2 separate regions of the Mus musculus genome follow, and region 2 is linked to region 1. The links are chromatin contacts, called in public HiChIP or PLAC-seq maps. All regions are on one chromosome and are shown on one strand. The core of a region is the stretch at or near the end of the contact, and the rest is flanking DNA. Distances in the headings are between cores, read along the strand shown. Region 1 holds the start of Rbp1 (retinol binding protein 1, cellular). Region 2 holds the start of Esyt3 (extended synaptotagmin-like protein 3).

Evidence for each region. HiChIP or PLAC-seq counts read pairs in DNA pulled down with a chosen protein or histone mark.
Region 2: a contact with region 1 is called in an HNF4G HiChIP or PLAC-seq map of pancreatic cancer cells. The contact joins the promoter of Esyt3 here to the promoter of Rbp1 in region 1. A contact is called at or near these places in 1 of 39 promoter capture datasets (liver) and 1 of 115 datasets of contacts at active chromatin or transcription factors (pancreatic cancer cells).

What each region holds. Positions count from the first base shown.
Region 1 is chr9:98,421,390-98,424,701 of GRCm38.p6, forward strand. Rbp1 (retinol binding protein 1, cellular) reads left to right here and starts at 1,572. Exons shown (of 4, transcript NM_011254.5): 1 at 1,572-3,312.
Region 2 is chr9:99,356,812-99,360,123 of GRCm38.p6, forward strand. It overlaps Esyt3 (extended synaptotagmin-like protein 3), which reads right to left and starts at 1,719. Exons shown (of 23, transcript NM_177775.3): 1 at 1,240-1,719. The coding sequence starts at 1,578.

The DNA.
Region 1 (3,312 bases), core at 322-2,821:
GGATAACTGAGCCCCGTCACAAGTCCCCAGTGCTTCTCTCTCCTCCCTAGCCACCACTACATAGGAGTGCCACGTGCTCCTATGCATCCCACTGTACACACACAAGCACTGGCTTGCTGCTCTTGACCTTGGCACTCATGTTCTTAGGACCAGGGAATGAAGAAATCCCAGTTAGGAGTATCTATTGCAGGCTGCCATAAACAAGCCTGCCCCTTTATTCCCTCTGCTTGCTGACTGTCCCCTAACTCCCCCCTCCTCTCTTCTTTCCTTCCCACTCCATGCTCACCCTCCCCTGGACCCCCTTGACACTCCCTTGATTCTGCCTGACCTGAAGCTCTAGCAAGAGTCACCTTCTTTAAGGAGCTCTCCTTGATCCCCAGCACCCCCCAGAGGCCTCCCATCTCTGATGTTCTCTCCCCCGTTGTTTCTCTGTGATTACACATCACAGGTAACCCCTGAGTCACACAGAAGAGCACTTGAAACCAGCTCTTACAGAATCCAGTGAGCAGAAGGAGCATCAGCAGACAGAGAGCCAACGTAGTGCCCACAGCATCCATGGAGTGCTTTGCACTGCAGTAACTCAAAACAGGGGGTCTGCCCTAAAGCCCACACAGGCAATCTGATGCTGCAACAAGAACAGTCAGCAGCTATGACCCTTGTAGTTGCAGATGTTTACCTTCCTGGTTCCCAGGTTGGTATCGCCCCCAGGAGGTACTGAATCATTGGAGGATGAATGGGCAGAGTGTGTGGGAGGCAGGCTTTCACATTTCAAAGTCCTCTCTTCACCTTTATCCTCAGTGCCCACTGCTCTGACTTCCTGATAGAGACATGTGTAGTTATCCTCTGCCTCTGGCTCTTACAGTCTTTCTGTCCCGTCTTCAGAGTCTTAGGAGGAGGGCTGTGTGGTATAGATACCCCATTGAAGACTGCCCCAGAGCCATTCCTGCCTGTAGGCTGTCATGCTCCCCACACGACAGCAACAGACTCATATCATTCTAAGCCAATAGTAAACCCTTCTATAAGTTGCCTTTGTTTTATCACAACAAGAGAAAGCCTAACTCACTGGTTCTCAACCTTCTTAATGCCGCGACCCTTTAATACAGTTCCTCATGTTGTGGTGAACCCACCCCCCACCCCACCCCCACACACAATCACATTTCGTTGCTACTTTATAACTGTAAGTTTGTTACTGTTGTGAATTGTAATGTAAATATCTGTGTTTTCCAATGGTCTTAGGCCACCCCTATGAAAGGGTCATTTGACACATACACCACCGCCCCCTTCCCCACAAAGGGGTCACCATCCACAGGTGATACCCCGACTACCACAGAAAGCCTCCTAGGAGATCTAGAAGAGCGGGAGCTCTTGGATCTATTTAGGGCACTAGACAAAGAGACAGGCAGAGACGGTAAACTAACTGACTAGTGTGCTGTGTGCTCAGCAAACCAGCTCAGAGTAAAGGTCGAGAGACCAGGAGATGGCCAAAGTGGTCAGGGGAAGAAGGAGTGGCTAGAGCTGTGTCCTCCCTGATGAATAGCAGAGACCTGGAGCAACCTCTGTCCAGAACATAAGGATCCACTCTCAGCTCAGCAACAGACCAGGGCTTACTGTCCCTACTGTGTGTCAAGCACTACATGAGACTTTGGCATAAACCATCTCAGGAGGTTCATCTCAGGGCACAAAGGGAAGTGGCTGGAGAGGATGAAGGACTTTGGACTTGTTGGGGAGTGGATGGTGGAAGAAACGTTTGCTTAGCTTTCAAGCCTCCAGAGACCCAAACCTCCATTCCAGTGAATCAGGATGACAACGAAGCTGTGTGCCTTGGCTGCCCCTCACACAATGTCTTACACTAGATGATTTGGGCCAAAGTGCCTGAAGAAGTGGCTTCCCACACCTTTACCTTACACAGGCCTGGGACAGGCAGTCTTGACTGCCCAACCTGAGTTCTGTACTAACTGGGGAGGGGACACAGGGCCAGGATCTAGATAACAATCGGATGCCCTGAGCATGCCAGAGCAGACAAAGGACAGACCAAGGCTGTGATGGGAATCCAACTGTGGCCCTCAACCAGGGTGGGTGTGTGTGTGTGTGTGTGTGTGTGTGTGTGTGTGTGTGTGTGTTTTCTAACCCCAGAACTTAAAAATATCTGGAGATATCTTTGCAGAACTTTAGGGGACCAGGACCAGCAGTGCTACTGAAAATCTTCTAAGATTCATTTCGATAAGGCTGAGGATGAGAGTCCCTGGTGTTCAGCAAGAGAGTCCCTGAGAGAGTAAGGAGGGCTAAAATTCCAACCTTTCTCCCAGAGGACACTTGCCTACCCTGATGGTGTGCCCTTTAGTCATTTAGCTGGGGGAGGCATGGTTCTGCACTGAGAAGAAAGCATACCAGATCTCATTCCACAGGCTCCTAGGCTCTGATCTGTTGGGGGGAGGGGGGGAATTTAAAGAAATATTTAGTCTTTAGTAGGTCAAAAGGTCAGACACTGAATGTCATCTCTTTGTAACACACAGGTAGCAGGTGAGAAGGGATAAAGGTCTTCACTGCTACTGTTGCCAATGGCAACAAGGATCAGAAGCCACGGAACACGCCCACCCCCTCCCCCACCCCCTCCCCGACCCAGGTAAATAGGAGCTGAAGCTAGTAATAGAAGCTTACAGAAATACTGGGGAGTCTTTCCGTGCACAGGTATGGAAAGGGCCCAGAATATATTAACTGAAAAAAAAAAAAAACCACAAACTGTAAATTCCAGAAAAGGTCTGTGCTTTCCTTTCCTGGAAGAAGACAGAACCACACGATCCCGCAGAATAGTGTCAGTCCACACGCGCAAAAAGCCTTGGGTCTCTGACCACCACCGTGCATGGGTTCACCTGGAGCGCTTTCTTGTCCAGTGCATATTTAATACCACCAACTTCGCATCATTTCCTGGGAGAGCTGTGGGTAGTTGCTCTGCTCTTCATCCCTAGAGTTAAAACATCAGCTTCCTAGGAACTGGCCAGGCCACGGATGCTGAGCTTTAGACAAAGGCCTGTAAATGGCCTCTTCCTTGATGACGCTAGCAAACCTGAAGGAGACGCGTTTTCAACACTCAAGAGGCGTTTGAAGAACTCCCAGGGGGGTACCGGTGAGAATTCCAGGCGTTTGAAGAACTCTCAAGGGAAGTAAGGAGGGGGTACACAAAAACTAGGACCAAAAGCAACCTTTCCCCTTCCACACCTCCTCTTTCTAGGCTAGGAGGGGTTGGGTGAAAAGAGCAAATGGAAGGTCTGAACTGAAAGTGGCCAACAGCAGGGACAAACCTGGCTCTGCACC
Region 2 (3,312 bases), core at 469-2,968, 940 kb after region 1:
AGCGTTTGGCCCCCTCGACCCAAATACATATACTCCTGTCTACAAAGCTTTCCTGCTGAGTCACACATTAGTGCTATGGGATAAACCGAACCTTCTCTCCCAAAATGCACGTGTTCTGTGTCCCAGAACCTCAGAATGTGACTGCATTAGAGAACATCTTGACAGATCTAAGTTTAAATAAGCTCATTAGAATGGATTTGAATGCCTTGATACTCTTGTATGCAAAATAAACACTTGGGCACAGGTACACAGAGGGAAGTCAGAAGTCAGCCGCGGGCAGAAGAGAGAGAGAGATAGCAGACTCAGAATGGACCCCTAGATATGGTGATCTTGAACTAATCACCTACAGGATACTAAGTTTCTGTTGTCCAAACCACCACATCTGTGGTACTTTGCTGCAATGGCCTTAACAAACTACATACAGGCAAGACTTAATTTCCAAATGAGATTAATAAGCCATGCTAACGTTCTCTTCTCAATCACAGACAGGTGTGATGCTCATAGATTCAGCTGCGTTTTAGAGTTCAGGCCACACGCAAAACATTCAAGCCAGCCGAAATTAGGAGTCTGGGGGGGCCTCCGCATATCTCCCCTGGGAGTCTGAGATACAAGATACTCAGGGAAGCAGAAGCCTCCAGCTCCAGGGGGCAGATCTGTCACACACTAACCCTCTGAAACGGACTCCTTTGGTCAATGTTTGCGAAACATCCAATCCTAAACGTCCTTGTTCCCCACCCGAGGAATTAAGCTGGGGGTACAGATTTTGTTTTTACGTGAACCAGGTGGGGTTCTCAGGACCAGATGCATTTGAGAAACCATAGCCATGCCAACCGCCACCAGGAAGCGGGTTTGTCTCTGGACTACGAGTGTGCACACGGCCCGCTCAAGCCCATGGCATAAGAAGGGAGAGGACAGTGGTCCACGCAGTATCCCGGCTTGCTCTGCGGAGCACTCCTGCCAGCTCTCGGCTGAAGGCGACCAGAGCCCTGTGCTCCTGTCACTGCTGTATGTGTCTATATACGTGTCACGCCCTTCGCTAGTTCTTAAATCAACAGGCGGGTGGAAGAAGCGCCCTGTTTCCTACGCGAGCAACTTTGCGGAGTCCTGGACGCCCAGTTTTGATCCTGGGTGTGTCCCACCTCCGACTCTTCTCTGAAGCCCGGCCCTTGCGTGAAGACCCGGGAGTACGCCCCAGCTCCCCCCTCGGAAACCCACAGCCCTCCGCCGGGCCCGGCTTACCCAGGCTGGCAAATGCTGGCCCCGCAGCTCACGGCTGATGAACTCGCGCTCGTGCTCCAGGAATTCGAAGGCGGCCTCCAAGCGCCCCAGCTTCCCGCGGCGGTTCCGGCGCCACCACATCCAGAGCAGGGCGCCAAGCAGCAGCCAGGTGACGCTGAGCCCCAGGTAGCCCGCCAGGTAGACCGGTGCCAGGTAGAAAAGGACGCGCGCCACGAAGCTGTAGAGCTCGGGCAGTAGCTGGCCCGACAGGCGCGGTCCGGGGTCCCGCGAGCGCTGGCCTCTCTCCGGGACGTCAGGACCGCCGGGCGCGCTCGGGGCGCAGGGCTCCTCCGGCTGCATCTCGCTGTCGCCGGCTTGTCCTCTCTAGAAGCTTCACCCCAGCTCAGGTTGGTGCACCCCCTATGCCGGCGCACATCTGTCCTCAAGGCACGAGGACTCCGCAGCCGCGCAGCTCCTGCTCCGCCAGCCTCTCCAAGCTCTGAGCTCGGGTTCTACCAGCTCCGGACTGCGGAGTCTGGGCATAAGGCCAGAGGGGTGGAGCTCTGGCAGGCAGGGAAATCCGGAAGTCTCCGCCACCAGGGGCGTGCCCAGGTGAAAAGGGGCGGGGTCAACCCGATGAGGCCTTGAGGGCATCCTGGGATCCCACTGTCTGGCATAAATGTCAACAGAAGGGGTGCAGTTGTCATTTGGGGTGAGCTAAGCGTTACTCTTCACATCAACCCAACACGGGTAAACATCACCTAAAACCTGTTCCTTACACACAGTATCATCTGGACTTTTTGCGGGGTGTCCTAGGCCAGCACTGCGTTGGATCTGACCCAAAGTCTGGGACCACTCCCAGCTGGTCCTTAAAGCCTTGCTTTTCTCTCTTAAACTATTTGTTACTTAAGCCATCTGGACCCAGCTCCCAGCACAGTCAAACTGAGCTTAGGGACCATTCTCTACCCCACCCCCACTCCCATCCTCAGCGTCATTTTAAAAACCCTGTCTGCAGGGGAGTTGGTCAGTGCCTTTCCTTTCTGGGACTGGGAGCGTCCAGGAAACCGGCCATCTTCACTCATAGTCATTTACTCTCTCTTGGTGCACCCAGAGAGGGCAAGCGACCTGCGAATGGAAAAAGAAAGAGGAAGCCAGCCTTGAGGTGCTTCGGAATCTATGAGCCTTCTGCTTTCGTGTCGCCCAGGCCGAACGATCAGACCAAGAGAAGCAAGGCTCCGTAAATTCAGACAGTGACTCACCTTGCGGATGGCACAGATTGTAGGCGCCTATACAGGAGATCACAGAAATGGACGGATGGTGAGACAGAGTCAAGAGGAGAACAGGCCTGATTTGGGGTAATTTCATTCTCTTTCCACAATCGTTGAAAGGCTTAGCCCCATGAACAATCAAAAGATGAGTGTGTTCTCTTTCTTGCACCCTTCCCCGCTTCCTATCTCTTCCTCTGGATAAAATTACTTGCTGCAAGGGGTTGGAGAGATGGCTCCTCGGCTAGAACTCTTACTGCTCAAGCAGAGGACACTAATTCAGGTCCCAGCACATACAAGAGGCTCGCCAAGTTCAAATAACTCCAGCTCCAGGGGATGGTCTTGGATACCACATTCATACATATAATTTTAAATTAAGAATAAATCTCCAAAAACTTATTTATCAGAGTAAGGTTTTACAACAATGGGAATGCTGCCGGAGGTCAGAATACCTGAATCTCCTTCCTCTGCTCTTGGTCATCTTCTTCTCAGGCTACCCTGGGATATCAACCACAAAGCCCCTCCTTCCAAGTGCCTTTGAAGAGTCCGCTGCATTCAAATCTTACTAAAGTTTCTGAGAAGTCCTACAGACAAAGGCTGGTAAACAGAATTTAACCCTATGTTGCTCTAATGATTCCCTATGGAACCCATTCCTCAAGACATTTCTCTCTTGATTGGCGCAGCTCAACAGAAGCTAACAGGCTTCTGAGGCTATGTGTCAGGGACCCAGAGCTGTCTCCAGCAAGGCGAGGCAGAAGGAACACTTGGGATACACAGATCGAGATATTACCTGTCAGGGCTCTGCTCCTCACCCGAGTAGAATGTTGTC